2 separate regions of the Gossypium hirsutum genome follow, and region 1 is linked to region 2. A link is a contact called in public Hi-C data. All regions are on one chromosome and are shown on one strand. Each heading gives the region's core, a stretch centred on a gene start, on an enhancer-like site or on the middle of the called end of the contact. The rest is flanking DNA. Distances are from core to core; before and after follow the strand shown. Region 1 holds the start of LOC107945971 (probable serine/threonine-protein kinase WNK9). Region 2 has its middle 5.7 kb from the start of LOC107945972.

Region 1 (4,527 bases), core at 1,492-3,991, 42 kb after region 2:
AACTGAAAGATTATTTTTCAAATTTGACTGAAATAGGAGTCATACTCAATACTAATACATACCAAATAAAAATATACAGATTAAATCTCAAAATTAAGCATAGTATCATAACATGACTGAAGTCATTTCATACCTAACACAATCATCCCTAATCTGTGCTATTATATATAAAAATAAATGATATGGGCATTTCTCATGTTACACATGTTATCACCTTCTATTCTTTTTAGATTATACTCAATATATTATGTTTAAATTTTTTATTTAATCTATATACTTTAATTTTTTTTACATAATTTGGTATCTTAATTTTTATAATATCATTAGTTAATCTAAATACTTTATTCTTATTAAATTGCTAACATGAATTTTTAATAATTGTTAATATTGTTAAAATTCTCTATTAAATCCATGTTCATTACAATACATTTTTATTACATGACCACTAAATGTGTTTTTATTTTAATTTTAATATGTTGCACCAATAAATTTAATAGAAGACTTAACTAGACTCGAATTTTTTAAGTCAAAAATAAAAGAATTAAATTTCAAATGTACAAATAATGCAATGACTTGAAGTGTATTTTAATATTAAAATTTTTATTATATAATTTGATAAAAAAAAGATAATTAAATCAATGTGAGTAAAAAATTAAAATAAGGTAGCCATATTTAAAATTTCATTTTTTTGCAAAGTAAAGAGAAAGATATAGTAATATATTAGGTCCTTAATTTGTAATCATTTTAAAGCATTGAATTCAAATTCAACAAACTTCATTCACATGAAAAATGATGGCATTTTTCTCTCTTATTTATTTATTTTTCATAAAATGATGGCCTATTTATAGGTAAATAATCTTCACCTGCTCTTACTAAAATTTAAAATCATTTAAAACAAAGTTGAAAATTAACATTATTCTCATAGTTGTTCTTCACTGCATTTAAATCAAATCTATCCTACCACTTTTATCACAATAAATTTTCATTGCATTTATAAATATAACATTCATTGGTTTATCACAATAAAAAATTAAATATAAGGAAAAATTGGCATACATTATTAATTTAATTATAAAAAAGTTACGTATTACAAGAGAACTCACTTTAGTATTTTATTTAATTTTTCGTTTCTTTTAATTATTGAGTTTGTATTATTTATCAAATCATTCAAAAATGATAAGAAAAATGAATGTTTGTTGACTTTGTTAACGTGACATCTACACGGTAGCCCATGTGTATGCTATGTCAGTAAAGATAATAAACGTTAACATTTTATTTATTTTAAGGTGATTTGACAAATAATATAAATTTAAATAAAAAAATATAAATAAGTGGTAAATGAGCCTTTATAATGCTAAATCGAAGAGTAGTTAGCATTTAGCAAATTAGAGGAAGCCACCCTCCTATTAAAGCTATCCCTCAAAGTTGCAAATGGCAAAGTCAGATATATAGCAAGTTCAAGCCCTTTATTTTTTTAATAATTTCTTTTTTTTCTCTAAAATTCTCAACACAAAAATGGTGTGTTGGGGAGATTTATCCTATCCTTGTTTGCTTATATTTGGTGTTTATCACAAACTCATGAATTCTTTGTTTGTCCGAATATTAAAAATCAAATTCACAAAAAAGTAAATCCACCATTATTGATTCAAATATATGATTGGATATCTTATTTGACGGTAAATATTAAGTTTGTCCAATGTTCAGCATGAACAAATGTTTTAAGATTCTAATATGATTTCATTGGATCTAACTTATTTTCTATTAACCAAAAATAATAACATCGTTACGATTATAAAATCATAATTTTAATAATGTACCTAACCCATATATACATGTGTGGCTCAGTTTTAAAAGCTAATTTTGTTTTTTTTCCCTTTGATTTTGTACATAAATTAAATTGAAGGTTGGTGAATATTAGAATATGTGATCAATAGAAAAATGGGTACTTAATGATTTTTAAAAGAAAAATATAGAAAAGGGAAAAAAAAGTTGGCTAGATAACTTTTTTAAATCTTCAACTGAATTAGAACAGAGTTGGATAACATTAGAGGAAGAGGGGGATAAGATGGGAGGTGCCGGAAGGGAAATTGATAAAGGTGAATATTATTGCAACTGTGGGAGTTGGCTCGTTAGTTGCTGGGGGGGGGGTGGCCAAGTGGCCAAGGACAATGGGGGACATTGGCTGAGGGGGTTCTCCCGTGAGTTAGGGATTTGTCTAGTGCTGGCAGCTGAGTTATAGAAGGCTTTTAAGGGAGTTAAACTAGCACGGACTAAAAGGGTTAAAAAGATTATCTTAGAGATGAATTGTATAAAGACAATTAACATGTTGAATGGTCAGATTCGATATTAAAATTTATCATGAGAATAAATGTTAAATGAAAAGTCTTTGACGAATCTTATTATGTGGTGCATGGCATTGTGGTGACTGAGACTCTCAATTCAATGATAAAATTTTTCCTCTTGAAAAAAAATATTTAAGAAATATGGAGTTTTTATTGGTGGTTAGGTAAAAGGTTGGAGCTTGGTATGGGAGACACAGGGAGTTAGAATGTTAGATCTTACACAGTTTTGACAAAGTAGCAGTTGTTTATTTGGATTATTTAATGTCCAAATTGTAACATATGTATGTGATAAAAACTGGAACATGAAACAGGTTTGAGCATCAAACTTCAAAGGTGGGGTCATTGTTTTCTAATGAATTAAATTACCTTGAAATTTTTAACATTTTCTTTTCTTAAGATTTATTTCACTTGTTTGTCATGTTCTTTCATGGGGGTGTTTTTTTTCATTTTTTATGCATCCCCTCAAGAAAAAGTGGCAGGTTTTGCCCAAAAACTCGTCTTTTAACTCAAAAACTCTCTCTTTGCTCCTTTTCATGCGAGTAATTCTTCATTTCTTTCATCTTTCTTTTTCTCTCTCTTTCCCTTCCCCCCTCCTCTCTCTCTCTCTCGCTCTCCAAAAAGGCTACAGAAAAGTTGTTTTTATTTATTTATATTTGTATGAAAAAACCACAAAATTTCCCCTCATTTCTTGCCCAGTTTACAACGAGAAATCTTTGTTTTAACAAGGAAAAGGAAGAAAATAAAGGATAACATAAACACAAAATAAATTTATTCCTTTTTTATTACAATTTTTAATCTTTTGAGTATGAATGGTCTTTTACATCTTGAAGAACCAGATTGTTCTGAGTTTGTTGAAGTTGATCCAACTGGAAGATATGGCAGAGTATTCATAAATTAACTTTCTTTTTCCTTTTTTTTTTTAGTTTTGAGTTGAAGTTTTTGATTCTTATACCTTCTTTGTATTGTCCTTTTTCCTTTCTTTCTTTTGTTTGCAGTACAATGAAATCCTTGGAAAAGGAGCTTCAAAGACAGTGTATGGTTCAAAACTCAAATATTTTCCCATTTTTTTTCAATACCCAGTCTATATTTCTTCATTATATTTGCTTCTGTGCATCCTCTTTTCTTTTTCTTTTTTACAGAATTTGAGCTCCATTTGATATTTCCAATGAAGTGTTTTTTGGGGGGGGGCATAACATATATGGTTGATGTTTATTGCAGTTATAGAGCATTTGATGAGTATGAAGGGATTGAAGTTGCTTGGAACCAAGTCAAACTTTATGATTTTCTTCAAAGCCCTGAAGATCTTGAAAGACTGTATTGTGAGATTCATCTCCTTAAGACATTGAAGCACAAGAATATTATGAAGTTCTATACTTCTTGGGTTGACACCGCCAATAGGAACATTAATTTTGTCACTGAAATGTTCACTTCTGGAACTTTAAGACAGTAAGAAAAAAACATGTCCAAAATCTGTGTTTTTTAATGTTAAAAATATGGCTTCTTTTGGTGTTGTTTATTAGATGTTTGATATTTTGTTTATGATGGGGGATCCCCTTGCAGGTATAGGCTAAAGCATAAGAGAGTGAACATTAGAGCAGTGAAGCATTGGTGTAGGCAGATCTTGAGAGGCCTTCTTTATCTCCATAGCCATGATCCCCCTGTGATTCATAGAGATCTTAAATGTGACAATATTTTTGTCAATGGCAACCAAGGAGAAGTTAAGATCGGCGATCTCGGCCTTGCTGCGATTCTCCGCAAATCTCATGCTGCTCATTGTGTTGGTATGTTTTATCTTAACCAATTTTCGGGTTAACTTGAACTGAACTTAAACTTTGGTTGACTCATAGAAATGATTTCAGTACGAAACAATAGACTGTCTTATCTTGTTTGAGAAATATTGAACTTTTCGAGTTGGGGGGGAGGGGGTTGATTCAATAAAATGGAAAGTCACCATTTTTGGGGCTTGCTTTTTCCTCAGGAACACCAGAGTTTATGGCTCCAGAGGTTTACGAAGAAGCCTACAATGAATTAGTTGACATTTATTCGTTCGGAATGTGCATTTTAGAAATGGTTACTTTCGAGTATCCTTATAGCGAATGCACCCATCCGGCTCAAATCTACAAGAAAGTTATCTCCGTAAGGGCTTTTCACTTTGCTTGACTTGCTTTCTCGCTTTGTTTCATCT
Region 2 (5,149 bases), core at 363-2,862:
AGTCTTTTCATTTATAAAAAATCAATAAAAATATACATATGGTGAGATTCAAACTCACATCATCAATTGCTTTAGTAAAACCTTCATTTACCACTCAAGTTTCAACTAAAGTTTTATTTTGATATTTTTATACATTTTAATTTTATTATGCACACTTATTACCTTAATCAATTGTATCTATTCTATTATTTAAACTTCTGATTGAGTTGGTGTCACGAGTCAACCAGGCACCAACTCCATTAAAAAATTATGAGAATGTCCTTCAGTAATAAAAATAAGTAATATTATTCAAGAGTATTTTAGTCTTTTCACTTTAAAAAATTAATAAAAATATGCATATGATGGACTATGAACCCACATCATCAATTACTTCAATAAATCCTTTAATTTACCACTCAACTAAAGATTTATTTTCATATTTTTGTACATTTTATTTTATTAAGTACACCTTATTACCTCTATCAGTTATATATACACTATTTATTAGGCCCTGATTGAGCTAGTGCCACCCTCAACATAATCACCAACTCGGACAGAAAATTATGAGAATATCTTTTGTAATTAAAAGAAGTTATATTATTCGAGTGTATTTAGTCTTAACCAAAAAGCAATTAAAATAAACATATGGTGGAATTTGAACCCACACTAATTTGATTACTAAAATCTTAATTTGACCACTCAACCAAAGCTTTATTTTAATTTTTTATATAATTTTGTTTTAATATACACAATTTATTATTTACATTAGTTGTATAATTAGTTTTAAATCATACGTTTTATTGTTTATTGTATCTTACTTTTAAATAAGCCTCTGTGTTTTAAATATGTGATTTCCATACGCATATGCGTGTGATAAAATTTTTAGTATTAATAATGGATTGGACTAAGTTAGCAAGTTAACTCGATACTAACTCAAGATAGATGACAACACCATGATAAACAATTTAATCTAATCTTCAAACAATAAGTTTCATTATTTATTGTTTGTTATTTTTAAACACATGTTTATGTTTTAAATTTGTAATTTTCCTACGTTATGCGTGTGATAGAATTTCTAATTAATTTTATATAACAAGAGGTTTAAGAAATAATTATAGAAAAAAAATTGAAAAGGTTGGATATTCAACCTTTATATTAAGAAAATTTACTTGTAGCCTTTCAATAGCCAAAATAAAATATATTATAAAAAAAAAAACTTTTCTACAATGGTTGAAAAGAAGGAAAGAAAAACAGTAAAAAACTACAAATTGAAAAAATGAACTAGAGCTATCCTAGAAAGGAGAAGAAATGAAATGAAAGCACACCCACCCAAACTTTTGATGAAAGGGAAATAATAATTATGTAATAAATTAATAAAAATAAATGTCAAAACCCTAAGATCGAATTACTCGAATAGTAAGAAATTAGATGTTTTTTAAATAAAAGTTTTATGAAAGGAAAAAACAGTTTCATTTAATCTGGATCCACTCTAAATTTAATATATAATTTTTTAATCAGAAAAAAGGACAAGTAAAAAACAAAAAGCAAATAGATAAGTGTTGGGGTTGGGGTTGGGGTTGGGGTTGTGGTGGCTATCAAGATTCCAAGGTTCAAAGGGGTTGGCCTAATCAAGTTGGTTTAATTAAGTGTCACTACCAAACAAATCACTTTAAGCAAAGCTAATGTTTTAGGCAAAGCAGTGAATAAGACCATACATTTTTTAGCATTTAATTTGCATGTGAATTTCAGACCTCCATTGTCATGACATGTGCCCTATCCCCCCACACTGCACACATGACCTGCTTCTTTCTTCTTCTTTTTTTGGGTTTTTGCAACATTTTGGTAAGATATTATAAAATTTGTACTTACAATTTTTTTTAACAATTTTATTATAGGTTCTGATTATATCTATTTTTCTGATACAATATCTAAAATTATCTATAGCCCCTCCTCAACCCATAAATAGAAAGATAATGCATTTCAACGCACTCAAACCCATATGCTCATGCATTGACAATAATACTCATGCCAATCAAACTAAAATTTAATTGATTAATTAAGAGATTTTTTAAAACCAAATTTTCATTAAATACATCAATATATAAAATTTCCGCTTTCCAAATACTAAATTTACATATAAAATAAGAGTCATATATTGGAAATTTTATTTTAATGTGTAATGTGACATTTAATTCTAATTTCATGTAATTATCAACTATATTATATTTTAATTTTGATTTAATTATTATAAATCACCATCACTATTATTAATGTGATGTTATTTTACATTTACTTTTTGCATATAAAAATAATTATAGTTACCTAAAATGAAAAATTAGTAGAGCTATTTGTTTTATTTACGTGCGTAATAAGATTAAAATCAAAATTTTATATGAATAATTGAATAAAAATTAAAAATACTTTTACACAATTGTTCAAATCAAAGTTTATACATTACAAATTGAATAAGTGTTGACATATAATTTTGGGATTTATTTTTGTAAAATAATAATATAAACACTGCATTATACATTTTAAAAATAAAAAGAGTCAAATATGAATTAACTCTTTTGCAAAAAAAAAAAACCCAAGTAACATAGCTTCTTTGACCATGGGCAAGCAAGCACATAATAATTCATTGAAGGGAAAGATGCGTTTAAGTACACTTGAATTTATGCTCTAATTGTTGTAATAACAACATTATCAATTGAAGTAAAACTCAAGTAGTAGTATATATTAACTATTTATGTATGAGGAAGGATCCATTCACACCGATATATTTTTATATGATTAATATTTTAATGATCCAACTGTTAAATTTACTGATACAATTATACTTATCATGCATGTAAAAAATTGAACCGATCCAATATATCTATCATGTCGATCTAAAATATTGTATATATTAATATTTATTTAACAATTTAAAATTTTTTATAAAATAAATAGTTAAAAATTTTAAATTTGACATGAATGATCTATATAAATGGAATATAAAATATGAAGGTTGGGTTGTTAAAATATTAATAGTACAACAATATACGAAAAGATGTAAAACTATTTTAATTTTATACCCGTACATTGTTATGATATTATTTAATATAAAATAATTTAAATCCTAAATTGTAAACGTGAGAATATTAGGGTTAGGAAAGCCTATTTTTAGCTTGGGTTGAATAAAAAAAAAAGTCTAAAATTTCTTTTTGTTTGTCAAAAAGAGATAAATAAAGCAAAGGACACTTTCTCAATGGGAAACTTTGTAAGGGACATTTTGCTTTTGAGCGGGAAGAAATGTATGCTTCTATATTCTTCTTTGGAATTATAATTATTATACTCACCTCATTTTTGTACGGAAGTTTGATTAATTGATTCTTCATAAGAATTTTTTCCCCTTCAATTTTCAAATTTAACATTATAAAAGGAACAGAAATTTACTTTTGCCATGATTGCTAAAATTATTTAATTAAACCTATTACTTGCCAAAAAAGAGTTTTTTTTAACAATACAAAGAAAAAGATTAATTACTGGAATAAGATGGGTTTTTTTATCAAAATAATATGAGAGATGCATGAAAACCCTAAATCAGTATGGCAGTTATCAATTTGGCTTGAAACTGATGCATTTGGTGTGTTGGAAATGAACACGGCACTTCGAAATCCCAAAGCAACAGTCGCCATACCGATTTGGGATTCTCATGGGTTGTCATGTCAATGCAGGTATAGTAGAGATTCTCTCCTGCCTTGAAAGACTAACATGCCGATTTGGGCTTTCGAGGCTATAAAGACTCTCTGCTTCCTTAACGTCCAACATGACTATAGGCTAAGAATCCTAGACCTGCCATAGGTAGGGGTGTTTAAAAACCCTAAATTTTTGAAAAGAATGTGCTTCAAAGTGAAAAAAAAATTTGTGAGTTGAGGGAAAAAAAACAAAATTGTGAGTTAAGAGAAGAAAAAACAGTGAGCTTGTCAAAAGATAATTCTGCTTAGAAAAGGAGTGTTAATATTCTGAGGTGCTAAGCAATTAATTATTTAGTAATAATTAATTTTTAAACATACATAGATTTAAATTGTAAATGTTTTTAGTTTTTTTTTAAAAAAAGGAAATTATTTAAGTAGAAAGTATAAGAAATTGTAAATGATATTTTGATTGTAAATCTTTTATATTTTTTTCCAGCAAAAAGGAAAGTATTAACATTTAAAAAATAGAAAATTGTAAATCTTATTTTGACTTTTTTTCATAATAATATATGAAAAAAATTAATATACCTAAATAATATGAAAATTTTTAAACGTTATACATAATTAGTATTTTATTAAAGATTTAATTGGTTGAAGTAAATTTTTTTTCTCTAGATCGAAGTTAGAAGAGGCAAGCTCCAAGGGAAAAAGGTAAGAAAGCTTTATAAGGTAATTATATTATGGTTTTACGGTTTACGAATGGAATGAAATGACATTATGTGAATTTGTTTATCACATGACAAGTAAGGTTTAGAATTTATGATATATTATTAGTTTGAAATGGTATGGTTTAGAGTTTATATTATAATAAATACAAAGATTTATAAATGGCTTGTGTAGAGAAAAATGGCCAAGATCATTTCAACTTCAAAAAAAGATAAAAACTGAAGAACACAAGAGATGTTAACATTTTGGTAGAGAAATTAAGAAATTATAGAATAGACCCGAACAATAACTACATTGTTGCTCACTTTATTGTTGCGAACCTCATTATGTAGAAGTTAATTTGGTCATGTTATCCTGGTCTTAGGTGGGAAGTTCAGAAATGCTGTTTTTTAAGAGAAACATTTATATACATAAAACATAAATTTAGGTTGGATAGATGTTGGTTGATGATATCTACCAACGAGAAAAATAGAAGAAAATGGTATGAGATCTTAATCAAAGAATTTGTGAAGGGCATCGCAAAAGATGGTACAAAGAGAACTTCCTAACTGATTACGGGTACCCATATCTGTAGGAGAAATCCAAATCAATCCTTATTTTCCATGGATGAGAAATTTAAATATAGGTGGGTTTCTGGATGATTTTATCGACTCCATTCCTAAGCATTGTAAGAATATTAAACCAAAGAAGGATGGATGTGCATAAGGTTATGGGTTTATGTTTGAAATGTATCATCTTATATCGAAATATTTGCCTCTGTTATTGTA

Evidence for each region. Hi-C and Micro-C count contacts between places; a contact is called where the count stands out from the background.
Region 1: a Hi-C map of leaf shows a contact between it and region 2, with 4 times the contacts expected there. The contact joins the promoter of LOC107945971 here to the enhancer-like site in region 2. A contact is called at or near these places in 15 of 34 Hi-C or Micro-C datasets (callus, cotyledon, fibers and 3 more).

What each region holds. Positions count from the first base shown.
Region 1 is chrD11:59,138,821-59,143,347 of Gossypium_hirsutum_v2.1, forward strand. It overlaps LOC107945971 (probable serine/threonine-protein kinase WNK9), which reads left to right and starts at 2,742. Exons shown (of 7, transcript XM_041104597.1): 1 at 2,742-3,225; 2 at 3,338-3,375; 3 at 3,561-3,788; 4 at 3,903-4,123; 5 at 4,321-4,478. The coding sequence starts at 3,148.
Region 2 is chrD11:59,097,824-59,102,972 of Gossypium_hirsutum_v2.1, forward strand. No RefSeq gene overlaps it. Among protein-coding and RNA genes, the nearest start is that of LOC107945972, 5.7 kb to the left of the region's middle. Within about 2 kb of position 1,613, at least 4 of the 9 cell types and tissues checked have an H3K27ac peak or open chromatin away from gene starts, as enhancers often do. A contact at or near this core is called in hypocotyl and leaf, where this site is marked.